4 separate regions of the Mus musculus genome follow, and regions 2, 3 and 4 are each linked to region 1. Evidence: chromatin contacts called from public HiCAR-type and promoter capture Hi-C data. All regions are on one chromosome and are shown on one strand. The core of a region is the stretch at or near the end of the contact, and the rest is flanking DNA. Distances in the headings are between cores, read along the strand shown.

Region 1 (2,700 bases), core at 106-2,605:
CATAATTATATTTAACATTGGGTTTTTTTGTTATTTTTTCCAATTTCTTTCATTTACACTCAGTTTGCCACAGAGCAGTTCACACTGGTTTAAAACAGGGCACTACCTCTGATCTTGACTTAGGACACACATACTTTTCTACATAACCTAAAGCCTGGCCTCACAGAAACCTAAACAGATTTCCACAACTCAGAGTTCCTTACCTACAACCACAACAGCACACAGCTCTTTGTAATCCCAAGGTTATCTCTTGACAATGATTTGAAAACATATGCTATCTTTGTATCCAGCCTGCGTTCATATTGTGCATTCCCAATATATTTTAATTAATTATGTATGAACTGCATTTTCTTTTTACACCTGGCTGATTCTCTGTTTATTCTTGTATTTTAATATAAGAAAATAGTCATGCATTTCAGTTCTTTAGAACATGTTCATTAGATACAATGACTAATACAGATATGCTCTATAAACAATCTCATTTTGGCCAGAGACAAATTTTTAATTGATATTCTACAAAGAAAATGTCAATAATCTTAAAATTCCATAAAAAGAGAAAAGGGAAAAACAGTCTGACTTGTGATCAGAGGGAGTATTTTGCCATGACATGATTCTTTTCATGGTAAAAATATCACAGTTAAAGATACACCACACCACAATGTTTTATTTCTTCAAACATCCAAGTGACTTTAATTTCCCCAGTGAAGCACTGGCTTAAAAGGAATGTAAGTTTCGTCCAAACACTCGCGTTCTTGGGTGAGGCAGTTCTTGCTTCTCTGGGTGATTTTGCCTTGTTCTGAAATTGTCTTCACCTGACGCAGAGCGCATTAACTGCTAGATAGGCATCACACTGTCTGTCTCCATGCTGTAGCATACAGCCGTGAATTTGCTACGATCTGTTTAATCAGCAGTGCATTGATTTTCCCGCAGCTTTCCTTCATTTTAGCCCCATAGCAGGCTTCTGTAATTTCCTTTGGACAAAGTGTAACCAAACTGTGCTAAGTGATGTTGATTTGCAGGCAAAAGTAAAGGGGTAAATATAAATTAACAAGCTATAAACATTTTACAAGTGGGGAGTCAATAAAAACAGTGTCTGCAGTTTCTTAAAAAAAAAATGATTTGAAGCAGATTGTTAACAAAGGTGTCCAAAGAAACTGACATGAGTCTGAGAATAATTTTTGCGCTTTGTGATTAAGAATTGATCAGTCTAAAAGCCTCAGATGCTACTGAATCACCCATAAGCTGCTGGCCTGAAAAGGCTCAGCGGGGGCTGGTATTTGTTTGTTAAACTCCCATGATTCCAAGTAGATAATTGGTCTGTGAAGTTCATGGCAGAATCTGAATTTGCTTTCTTGCTTCCCAGCTGGCTGAGCACTGGTTTATAGACTTGTGTGTACAAATTTAGCCAGCAGCAAACCTCACATCTTTAATATAAAAGGTGTTTTGTTGTGTTTTTCAGGTGCTGAGTGAAAAGCCCACACTGCAGAAGCTCATTAAAAGGGCCAAGTTACAGTACAGGTTTATTTCTGTCACAGCGTTTCTGAAAACAGTGACAAGGATTAATATGTTTCTTTAGTACTGGAAAAAGCCTGACGCAATCCCTTGTGAATTTGATCATCTGTTTCATTGCCTGTAGAAGATTCAGCTTCCTATTATATCTGAAAGTTACAGCTGTAAACTACTACTGGTAAGGATTCATAAGCTACTGCAGAACCCTGGGGCAGAGCTAATTGTTTTATTAAACATTTGCTAATTTACTTATTATTTATTTCATATCTCACCCTTATAGTCATTTACTACTCTTCCTCAAAGTCAAGAGTGTCTTAGTTCCTTGGTTGCACAGAGCAAATAGAGACACAGTGGTTTAAATTTCAGTGAGTTTCAGTAAAAGTTCTATGGACCAGTGTGTTGGAGAAATATCCAGTTTACATATTTTATTTAAGAAAAGGTAACATTTTACGGACATCAAAATGTAATTTTCTTATTAAAAATATTAATGACATGAATATATACTTTCTGTTCTGACGAGTTGTGTAACACTGGACATATTAATTTAATTGGTGGATGCTATATGTCTAACAAGACTTGCCATGTGACATATGCAAACTTTAGAAAAGTGTAAAATATACCACAAAATGTTTGTTTTACAACAAATTAAATCTATTTGATATTTTTTAAAACTAAAAGTTTTAGTAATGTGCAATTATCTATAATAAAACAAATATGCTTAGGAACTGAGAACTTTTTAGCCTCCTCCTCCATCTCTTATGCTCATTGAGGAATGTCTATTCCTTCCCCTTTTCTTCTATTTTGAAGACAAATGCAGAATTCTAATATTCAACACAAAAACGCATATTTAACATAGTTTCAAATGCTATAAATTCAGAACATGCAAATGTAAAGGTTTAAATGTACAGCCCCCTGTGTCAAAATCCCTCCTCACACTTTCACCCACACTTTATTAGTAGTGTCACTGATGTCAAATTGAGTGGAATGAAGAAGCTTACAGAAGTTGTGTTTCTAGTTTCCTATATCCACAGACATTTATCCCATATTTGATTCTAAATAGAGAATAGAGCTACCTTGTTGTCCTCAAAAACTAAAAATGAAATCAAAACAGCAGTGAAAGACCAGCCAAGAAAAACACACTCTATCCCTCGTGTGCTACCTCTTTCTGTTTCTACCAACAAAATCTTTTGC
Region 2 (2,700 bases), core at 175-2,674, 1.2 Mb before region 1:
AAGCCCTCTCTTGGGGTCTTTTGCATGCTATATGACTTGAAGACCATTACCTAAGCTTGTCTTAAGACCAGTCCTTCCCATCAACCAGTCCTTGGCTCAAATGGAAACACCCCAGGAAAGATTTGTTTTCTTCACTGGTCAAAGTGTTGAGCCTCATGTTCTTGATCATGGTTACTGCTGTTAACCACTGTGTTACTGTTATTTATGGCAATTGTTGCTGTCAGAACTAACTTCATTTACTGTCTTACTTTTATATTTTCAATGTAATCAGTTATGGCAAGAACATAGTCTGACTTCATAAGTGGATAGCTAGTGCCCGCAGACTCTGGGACAGAAGTCCTGTGTTCAGAGCTATGATAGCTAGAAAGCACAGATGGCTTAGGTAAAACTAGTTCCTTTAAAGCAGTCTGTAAACTTAGGAACGACACCCCTATCCAGTCTACTCAAATAGTCGTTTGTACCATTAATTTAGAGAGTTTTCTAGAATAGTGAATTGACTATATGTAGGTGGGAATTTCAAGATTCCATTACTGACATACAACACAACTCTGTAGAAAACCACATCTCAATGTTCTGGTCCAGAAGAGAACCATTAATCAAAAACAGACAAACAAGCAAACCAACCAAAACAAAACAAAATTAACACACTGCAAACGAAAATATGCAAAAATGGTTTGTGTGCTTGTGCATGTAAGAGGACACATTGGGGAAACTAAAGTGAGAAGAAGCGCTGCCAAGATGGAGCCTGTTCAGAATTTACTAAGAATTATCAGAAGGCCTCTGATAACAATCATTGCAGCCTGTTAAACCAAATAGGGTCCCTGTACATCTACAGATGCAAAGAACCCATCCCGATAGAAAGGACAGAAATATAGTCAGGCTCTACTGTCTCTGAAGCACCTCTTTTTGCCCAGCCACCAGTATAATCAGATCAAAATTAGTGCTGTGGGTGTGGGGCTGGAATTGCTCCTAGAAAGCCAGGTTAAGGTTGACAGTTTTGAAGAGGCTGAAACACAGAAGTTCCAAACACAAAACAAAGTAGAAAGCAAGAACCCTATTTAGACCCTTAAGAAGGCGGTGGGTGGAGCAGGTGGGGTTGATGGAAAGGATACAGACTCCGCTATTACAAGAGAGACACGGTTTTAAAGAGGTCAGCTGACTGGCCCTTTAACAAACTCGAGGGCTCCCAGAGGGAGTCCCCCGTTAGGTGGGCTCTACCAGGCTGGCGTTTCCCGGTCCACTCCTGTGCGGGCGCTTGGAAGGGGGTGGTCAGGACTGCCCTGAATGGGCGGGTCCGCGGCTTTAGAGTCCGCCGAGTGGGCTGGGGCGGCTGCTGCGCGCAGGGGGCGGCTCCCCGTCGGGCTCCGGTTCCCCTCGTCGGCTCCGCGGCGCCGCCCTCGCCCCGCCCCGCCCCGCCGGCGCCGGTCGCGCGGACCCGCCGTGGTCCCCGGAGCGGAGCGCGCCGCGGCCGCAGTAGCTGGGCGCCTCCCCCGCGCTGCCGCGCGCCCGCCTGCTCGCCTGCCCGCCCGCCGGCCCCGGCTCCGCTCGGCCATCTTCGCGGCTCCCGCCCTCACCAGCTCCGGTCGCGCGCCCTGTCCCCGCGCGCGGACTTTCCCGGAAAGTTTGGTGGTTCTTCTCCGCCGCCGCAGGCAGCGGCGCCGCGCCCCACGTCCGCCAAACTTTGGGGCTCACTGGCGCGATGAGCGTCCCTCCGCTGCTGCGACCGCCTAGCCCGCTCCTGCCCGCCGCGGCCGCCGTGGCTGCTGCCGCCGCTGCGCTGGTCCCAGGCTCCGGGCCCGCGCCCTTCCCGGCGCCTGGGGCCGCCCCGGCGGGGGGCATCTCGTTCCATCTGCAGATCGGCCTGAGCCGCGAGCCGGTGCTGCTCCTGCAGGACTCCTCTGGCGACTACAGCCTGGCGCATGTCCGGGAGATGGCTTGTTCCATCGTGGACCAGAAGGTAAGGTGCCCCGGGTCCACCAACTTTGCAGCCGACCTCGCCTGCGCCGTACAGCCTGGCTGTGGCCGGACTGCATGCCCTAGCCCCAGGCACTGCTCTGCCTGCCGCGCAGTCTTCCTGGGGGCTGACCTCCTGCTCCTTCTCTGGCACGCCTGCCTTCTCACCTCCTTTACCTCCCTTCTTGCGATGACAGTTCAAGGAATCTTGCACTTTTCTCCTCGCGCTCCGGCGTATTCTTGAGGTTTCCTGGCTGTCCTGACTCTTTTTCCCTGGACCAGAGCCTACCTGGTACCAGATCCGCTTTCCAGCGCCAGAGATCCCTTGGGACAGCCCAGAGCTTTTTCAGCCCCACTCCCTTCCACTACATCCTCTTTCAGCTCTAATTGATGCTGAGGAGTTCCGGGTGTGACCTGGACGCCAGGAATTTCTCACCTGCCAATAGTGCTTTTAAGAAAGGGTGATTGATTAAGCCAGCTGTGAAAACAACCGAGGAGTTGGTACCACTACCCAAGTCCGCCCTGGATTTAGTACTACCACTGTGCGAGCTTAGAAACATTTTCCAACAATAAAACCTGAAATTTACAGCGTTTTTTGGCTTAAATTTCCATGCACTGATCTTGGGAGACTGGAGTAGTGAGAAGGTCTGTGGTTCCAAGAACATCCAGTGCTGGCTTTGCTCTTAAGTTTGAGGCTATGGGACTTTGGATAGTGGTCATCAAAGACTGGCTGGGGAGAGGCCCATA
Region 3 (2,700 bases), core at 200-2,699, 1.9 Mb before region 1:
GGTTGTTCTAGGAAGTCCATGTTTTGAAACCTCTGGTAGACTAGTCTAACTTTTCAGTTAAAAGGCATTATCCAAGTCCATCCTCTAGAAAGTTAAAATCTCTGATGTTTGAGTACAGGCCATCAGCTTGGGAGCCCTTATAGGAAGGAGTATGCATACAATGAAGTGTGACATTTACTGATGTGGGTAAACAACAACAAAACACAACCAACCAAACAAACAAACAAAAGGCACATTAGGATACAGAAAATCTACAACAGGTTACTTGCTGGTACCATTTAGGAAGCTAGCAGATCTGACTGCACTGTTTGAGAAAGGCCAGCCAATAGCTTTGTGGCAGACTCATTGAAAACACTTTCAATGATCTTCCTTTTTAATTTTTTTCCTACTTGAATATCGAAAACAGCATTCATTAGCAGGCATGAAAGAGGATGAAGAAATGGTCTTACTTCGGATGTTACTAAGTACCACTTTAAAATGTTTAAGCATTTTTAACGACACCGTCACCCAGTTGGTAAAACCTTAAAAGGATGTTACCTTTTTTCTACAAAACACACAAGCAACCTGTCAGTTTTTAATAAGGCAAAGTATATAACTTGTTTCAAAAGAAAGTTTATGTTTACCGTGTACATCTCAGCTATTCAAAAAAGTGTGGCTTTTTGTCGGGGTTTGTGAGAGTCCAGTTCATCATAAAAGATGAACAACAAAAACAACAAAAAAACAAACAAGCAAAAACGCCCGAAGAAAACTCAATTCCTGAGGCACTGAGTCCCTCTAAAATAACTCGATAATAACAATCACCAAATGAATGAAGAGGGTGAAAAGCGGGGACGGGACGGAACGGGTGGGGGTTGGGGGTGACACTAGACCCTATCCCCATTGTTAGCAAACTTAACATCTGTGAGCCACCGCTGCTACTGTAGCCAGTTTAAATGAGCAATAGGGCTCGGATTTTTGCGGTACACAAGAAGTGTCAAGGTGTGAAAGAAAAATACCCCGGTTTTAAACACAAAGGATACTCGGATTTCAGCTTAAATCCCCTCGAGGCATTTCAAGGCTGTCATTTCTCTGCGGTGAGGGACCGGTCTCAAGAGCAACTGGGAGCCACAACGGGCACCCCTCCGTGAAGCCCTCCCCCCTTCCCTCTTTAATTAATAAAGAGCAGCTCGGGGCTCGACAGCGGCAGGGCGCGGACGTCCAGCGCGTGGAGAAGCCCCCTACCGCTCACACCTACCCGGCCGCCCGTGACACCTCCGTCTGTCCCCGGGCACGTCTTCACCAGGCGCGGGGCACAAGTCCCAGGCTCGCCGCGTTACCGCTCACGTCGACCGCAGCGCTGCCGTACGCCCAACCCGCTCAGCCCCATCCAACGGCTCGCACAATTCAAATTCGTCGTCCACTTCCGTTTGCGACCCGGAACCCACGGCTGCTCGGCCCCTCCCCGGGGAAGTGGACGCAGGGAGGCTGCGTCTGCGCCTTGGCTTTCGGGGTGGGGGTGGGAATGAAGTTCGGGCGTGCGCGCAGGGGTGGCTGCGCGGACCCGGCCAGGAAAACAACTCCCGGTCCTGCACGTCCGCGGAGGCGTGCGGAGCGCACCAGTCACCCCCCAACAGGCCACACGCTGGGAGGAGGCTTGCCCATGCTAATGAGAAGGCGCGCGAAGGCGAATTCTCCCGGCCCTCTCCCGCAAGGAATTCTTTTGCATCACACTTCCCTATTGTCCTAAAAGTTCCTCGCTTGGCTCTGGGAGGTCGGTTTTCTTCAGCGAGGGCCAGAATGAAAATTTTAATCCCAGAGATGTCTGGAGTTTCTGAAAGGATTACATTTGAGGGGGTTTAAGAGACTTCCACAAGCATTTAGATCTTTTAGGCAGATATCTGAAAGATCAGAACTGTAAGCATTAGAGCTAGGATTAATAGCGGGTCAACTAACACCTGATAGAACGGATTCGCACTTGATTTATCCTAGCGGCGCTTCCTCAGCGCCTTTCAAAACACAACTTGAAAGATTTGCTGGATTTCTAGAATCTAGATACCTAACACGAAGGTAGATTGTAATTTTTAACCGATGTAACGTTTTTTAACAGTGGGAAATGATGTTTAACAATAAAGTATGACTCCTCAGCTATTGGATTTTGTATGCTGATACTGAAAGCGTTCAAAGATAAGATTTTGAAATACTAAGAAGCCAACTTTAGAAGGACTATGTAATGCCCTTCTCTTGAAGTATGTATGTGTGTGCCTGTGGCAATACAAAGTTTCAGGATGGGAGAGCAAACTGTACTAATTAATCAAATCTGGCAGTGTGATTGGTAAATAGGGAGGGCAAAAGGGGGAGGAATTTTTTTTAACGTTATAAACAGCTGAATATTCAGATTAAGACTATTTGATACTGCCAAATTTGTGTTAGGAATGGAATATATTCTAAATACAGAAACAGGCAGGGTAAATGAATGTGTGAATGTATCTTAGTTGGCTAGGTTGTTTACATTCGTTCAACAGTAATTGAAGGTCTGGAGACAAGGACCAGCAGCAAAGAGCAGTGGCTGCGTTTCCATTGGTCCTGGATTCAATTACAGCACCCACATGATGGTTCACAACCTGGAACTTGAGTTTCAGGGAATCCGGTCTCCTCAGGTACTGAGCACACAAGATGTGCATACACGCAGGCAAAATACCCGAACACATAAAATAAAATAAA
Region 4 (2,700 bases), core at 107-2,606, 1.9 Mb before region 1:
AGCCATGGCTACACAGAGAAACACTGTCTCGGAAGAAAAAAATAACAAACAAACAAACAAACAAACAAAGAAAAAGATATTATACCCAAACTTCTAAGAGAACTTGGGCTTCTGTTTGCTTGCAAATAAAATTAATTATCAAGCATTCTCAAATAATATTTGCTTACCATATTTTAAGTTATGCTTTACCGTTTTACTAAATTACCTACTGAGAAATGTAGAACTCAGTATGTTTTCTGTTAAGTATGCTACATTCAAATCTATCTTTTTTTTTTTTTAACACAAGGGAAGGAATCAGGCACAGTTCAAATTCTATTGCTATGTTGTATTGCTTGTAACCAATTGTTTTTCATACAAATAAGCATAGGTTCAAGAGAATTAAAGTTCTTTATCGCTTATGGACGATTTCTATTCTCTTTGGGAGTTACTAGATAAGTAGTATATGTAAGTCAGTTCTGATTTATACATATCACATTATATATGATATACGTATAGGTAATTATTCTGGGGCCAATATACATACATTAAGTTTCTAGAGTTTACTGAAAATAAGGAAAATCAGGTGTATCTCACATGTAAAAAAAAAAAAAAAACTAAACTAAAACCAAGGGAAGAAATATGTATCTTTAAATTTTTACTTTATAAATGGGTGTACAAATATGCTCTACTTAAGATACAACTGTTCTATATTTTAAGATTATTATCTGTGGAACAACTGAAAGAGGACGCTGTTAATTTGATTTGACATTCCGAAGTCTCTTCCAGCTTTATCACCTGGCATTTTCCATCAGCTTCTCCCAAAGGGTCCAAAGATGATGGCATAAAGTAAGGTGCTCGGAAAAGAATACTTAGATTTTGTAATCATGGCTCAAGTGTCAAAAACAGGTTTTTTTAAAAAAAACCCTAAAACTGAAAGTGAAAACCAAACCGACCTGGGAGACTTGAAATACGAACACAAACCTATAGACCTCGTTAAGTGACAAGACAGGAAAGAAAACACCAGCTGCTGGTCCTTGCCCTGATGGCCTTCTAAAACTCGGCAATTAAAAAATAAGTAGCTAGCACTGTAGCAAGCAGCCTGTGGTAAAGGCTGTGAAGCTTACAGGCATCTCTTCCCCACAACCTCAAAACGGAGCAGCTCTCAAAGCTCAACTCCGAGCTGTACGAACAACCCAGAGATGATGACAGGCCGCTGCTGAGGCACACACTGCAGAGAAGGAAATACCGAGTACCTGTTTGCCTCTCCCGAATGCTGGCCGTGGCCGCCATCTTGCTTCCCACCATCCACTGCCCGGCTGGCACTGGGAGCCCGAAGATGACGTGGCCCTACCTCCCGCGCCGGAAGCAGAACCAGGAGGCGGGCTATGGCGGCAGCCGGCCCGCCTCCCCGGTCCCAGCCCTCGCCTTTCCTCACAGACATTGGTGTTTGCAGATTTCCCAGCAGCGTTTCTAACTAATCGGGGCGAACCTCCCGAGGTCGCTACTCTTAAACCGCTTCTCAGGGCATGGGCGTGGTGGAGCGCTTACAATCTAATTGATAGTGCACTTCTCATCAAGTTTAAATCCTCATAAAAATTTACAAGGCCAAATGAGACGCCAGAAATTGCGTTTTCTTGATTTCCATAACAGTAGTGTCCCTTCCCTCTTTCCTCTGGGGGGGGAGGGGGGGGGGAAACTACAAGCGTGGTAATTTATTCCGTTTGATTTCTTCAGGAAAGGGCTTTGGCCTGCTAGGGTATAAAATCACAGAAAAGCCAAATGGCAGAATTTCCTCTCAGTAGTGCAAATTAAAAAAACAAATGATTGTGAGCAGAATCCGGATGATCACAGCCAGGTTTGGTACATTTAGAGCCCTGTGATTATGAAATAAATCTCACATCGACCATTTTCATAATAGATTTTATTAATGTCAAAAATATATACAATGACAACTTATTACCAATCAATGAACCCACCGATGACACTGCATTATGGATTAATTCTCAGGCAGTCAGATTCTGAAATGAAATCATACTTTCAAAAATTTGGCTTTCAAAATTATACAAATAATTTATCTTATTTTTTAAAATCAAGATTGCATTTTTTTTACAATAAAAACACATTTGACAGATGTAGATACCTATTTTTATAAAGTTACAACAGGTTATCTATAACTACCAGTTTGTGCCCTAGGGGAAGTATCTCAATTCTGGTGTCCATGGACTCTTGAGCAGAATGGCTTTCCCACCTTCCAGTGAGTTTAATCTTACTCACCTGAGAATCCCCACTTTTAAGTACAAATTTGTCATTTGACCATTTAAGTTCCATACTAACTCCTTCCAAGACTATAAGGCACATTATCATAAAATACTAAGACATTTATACAGTGTGCATGTTTCTGTCCAATGGTGTAATGTGGGGAGTAAACATAAAGATATATATATTCATTAGAAGAGTAACTATATAGAACAGTCCTGCAAAGCTACGACCAAGAATGATATTAATGTTGATTATAAGAATAAAAATCATGACTTCAGAGTTAGATTTATTGTAGCTGTTTAACTCCAGATTTTTTGGTTTAAATAATTGAACATCAAGGGATAGTTTTATCTTAGAAAATTTGCTAAAAACAGTTTGTTTCTTGAGTTCAAGGAGCTCTCAGACAAGAAGAGTAAAGATTTTGGATCTTACCCACTTTAATAACATCAGCCTCGTAAATGG

Evidence for each region. Promoter capture Hi-C pulls out the DNA fragments that hold promoters and counts their contacts. HiCAR-type assays count read pairs that join an accessible place to other places.
Region 2: a promoter capture Hi-C map of hippocampal neurons shows a contact between it and region 1, with 4 times the contacts expected there. The contact joins the promoter of Prkd1 here to the promoter of 1810007C17Rik in region 1.
Region 3: a contact with region 1 is called in a HiCAR-type map of astrocytes, with 4 times the contacts expected there. The contact joins the promoter of G2e3 here to the promoter of 1810007C17Rik in region 1. A contact is called at or near these places in 1 of 39 promoter capture datasets (hippocampal neurons) and 1 of 115 datasets of contacts at active chromatin or transcription factors (astrocytes).
Region 4: a HiCAR-type map of astrocytes shows a contact between it and region 1, with 3 times the contacts expected there. The contact joins the promoter of Scfd1 here to the promoter of 1810007C17Rik in region 1. A contact is called at or near these places in 1 of 39 promoter capture datasets (hippocampal neurons) and 1 of 115 datasets of contacts at active chromatin or transcription factors (astrocytes).

What each region holds. Positions count from the first base shown.
Region 1 is chr12:49,479,517-49,482,216 of GRCm38.p6, reverse strand. It overlaps 1810007C17Rik (RIKEN cDNA 1810007C17 gene), which reads left to right and starts at 1,355. Exons shown (of 3, transcript NR_045472.1): 1 at 1,355-1,687.
Region 2 is chr12:50,647,973-50,650,672 of GRCm38.p6, reverse strand. It overlaps Prkd1 (protein kinase D1), which reads left to right and starts at 1,424. Exons shown (of 19, transcript NM_008858.4): 1 at 1,424-1,957. The coding sequence starts at 1,700.
Region 3 is chr12:51,346,979-51,349,678 of GRCm38.p6, reverse strand. It overlaps G2e3 (G2/M-phase specific E3 ubiquitin ligase), which reads right to left and starts at 1,449. Exons shown (of 15, transcript NM_001015099.2): 1 at 1,235-1,449.
Region 4 is chr12:51,376,169-51,378,868 of GRCm38.p6, reverse strand. It overlaps Scfd1 (Sec1 family domain containing 1), which reads right to left and starts at 1,356. Exons shown (of 25, transcript NM_029825.3): 1 at 1,233-1,356. The coding sequence starts at 1,284. G2e3 (G2/M-phase specific E3 ubiquitin ligase) reads right to left here. Exons shown (of 15, transcript NM_001015099.2): 15 at 1,883-2,700.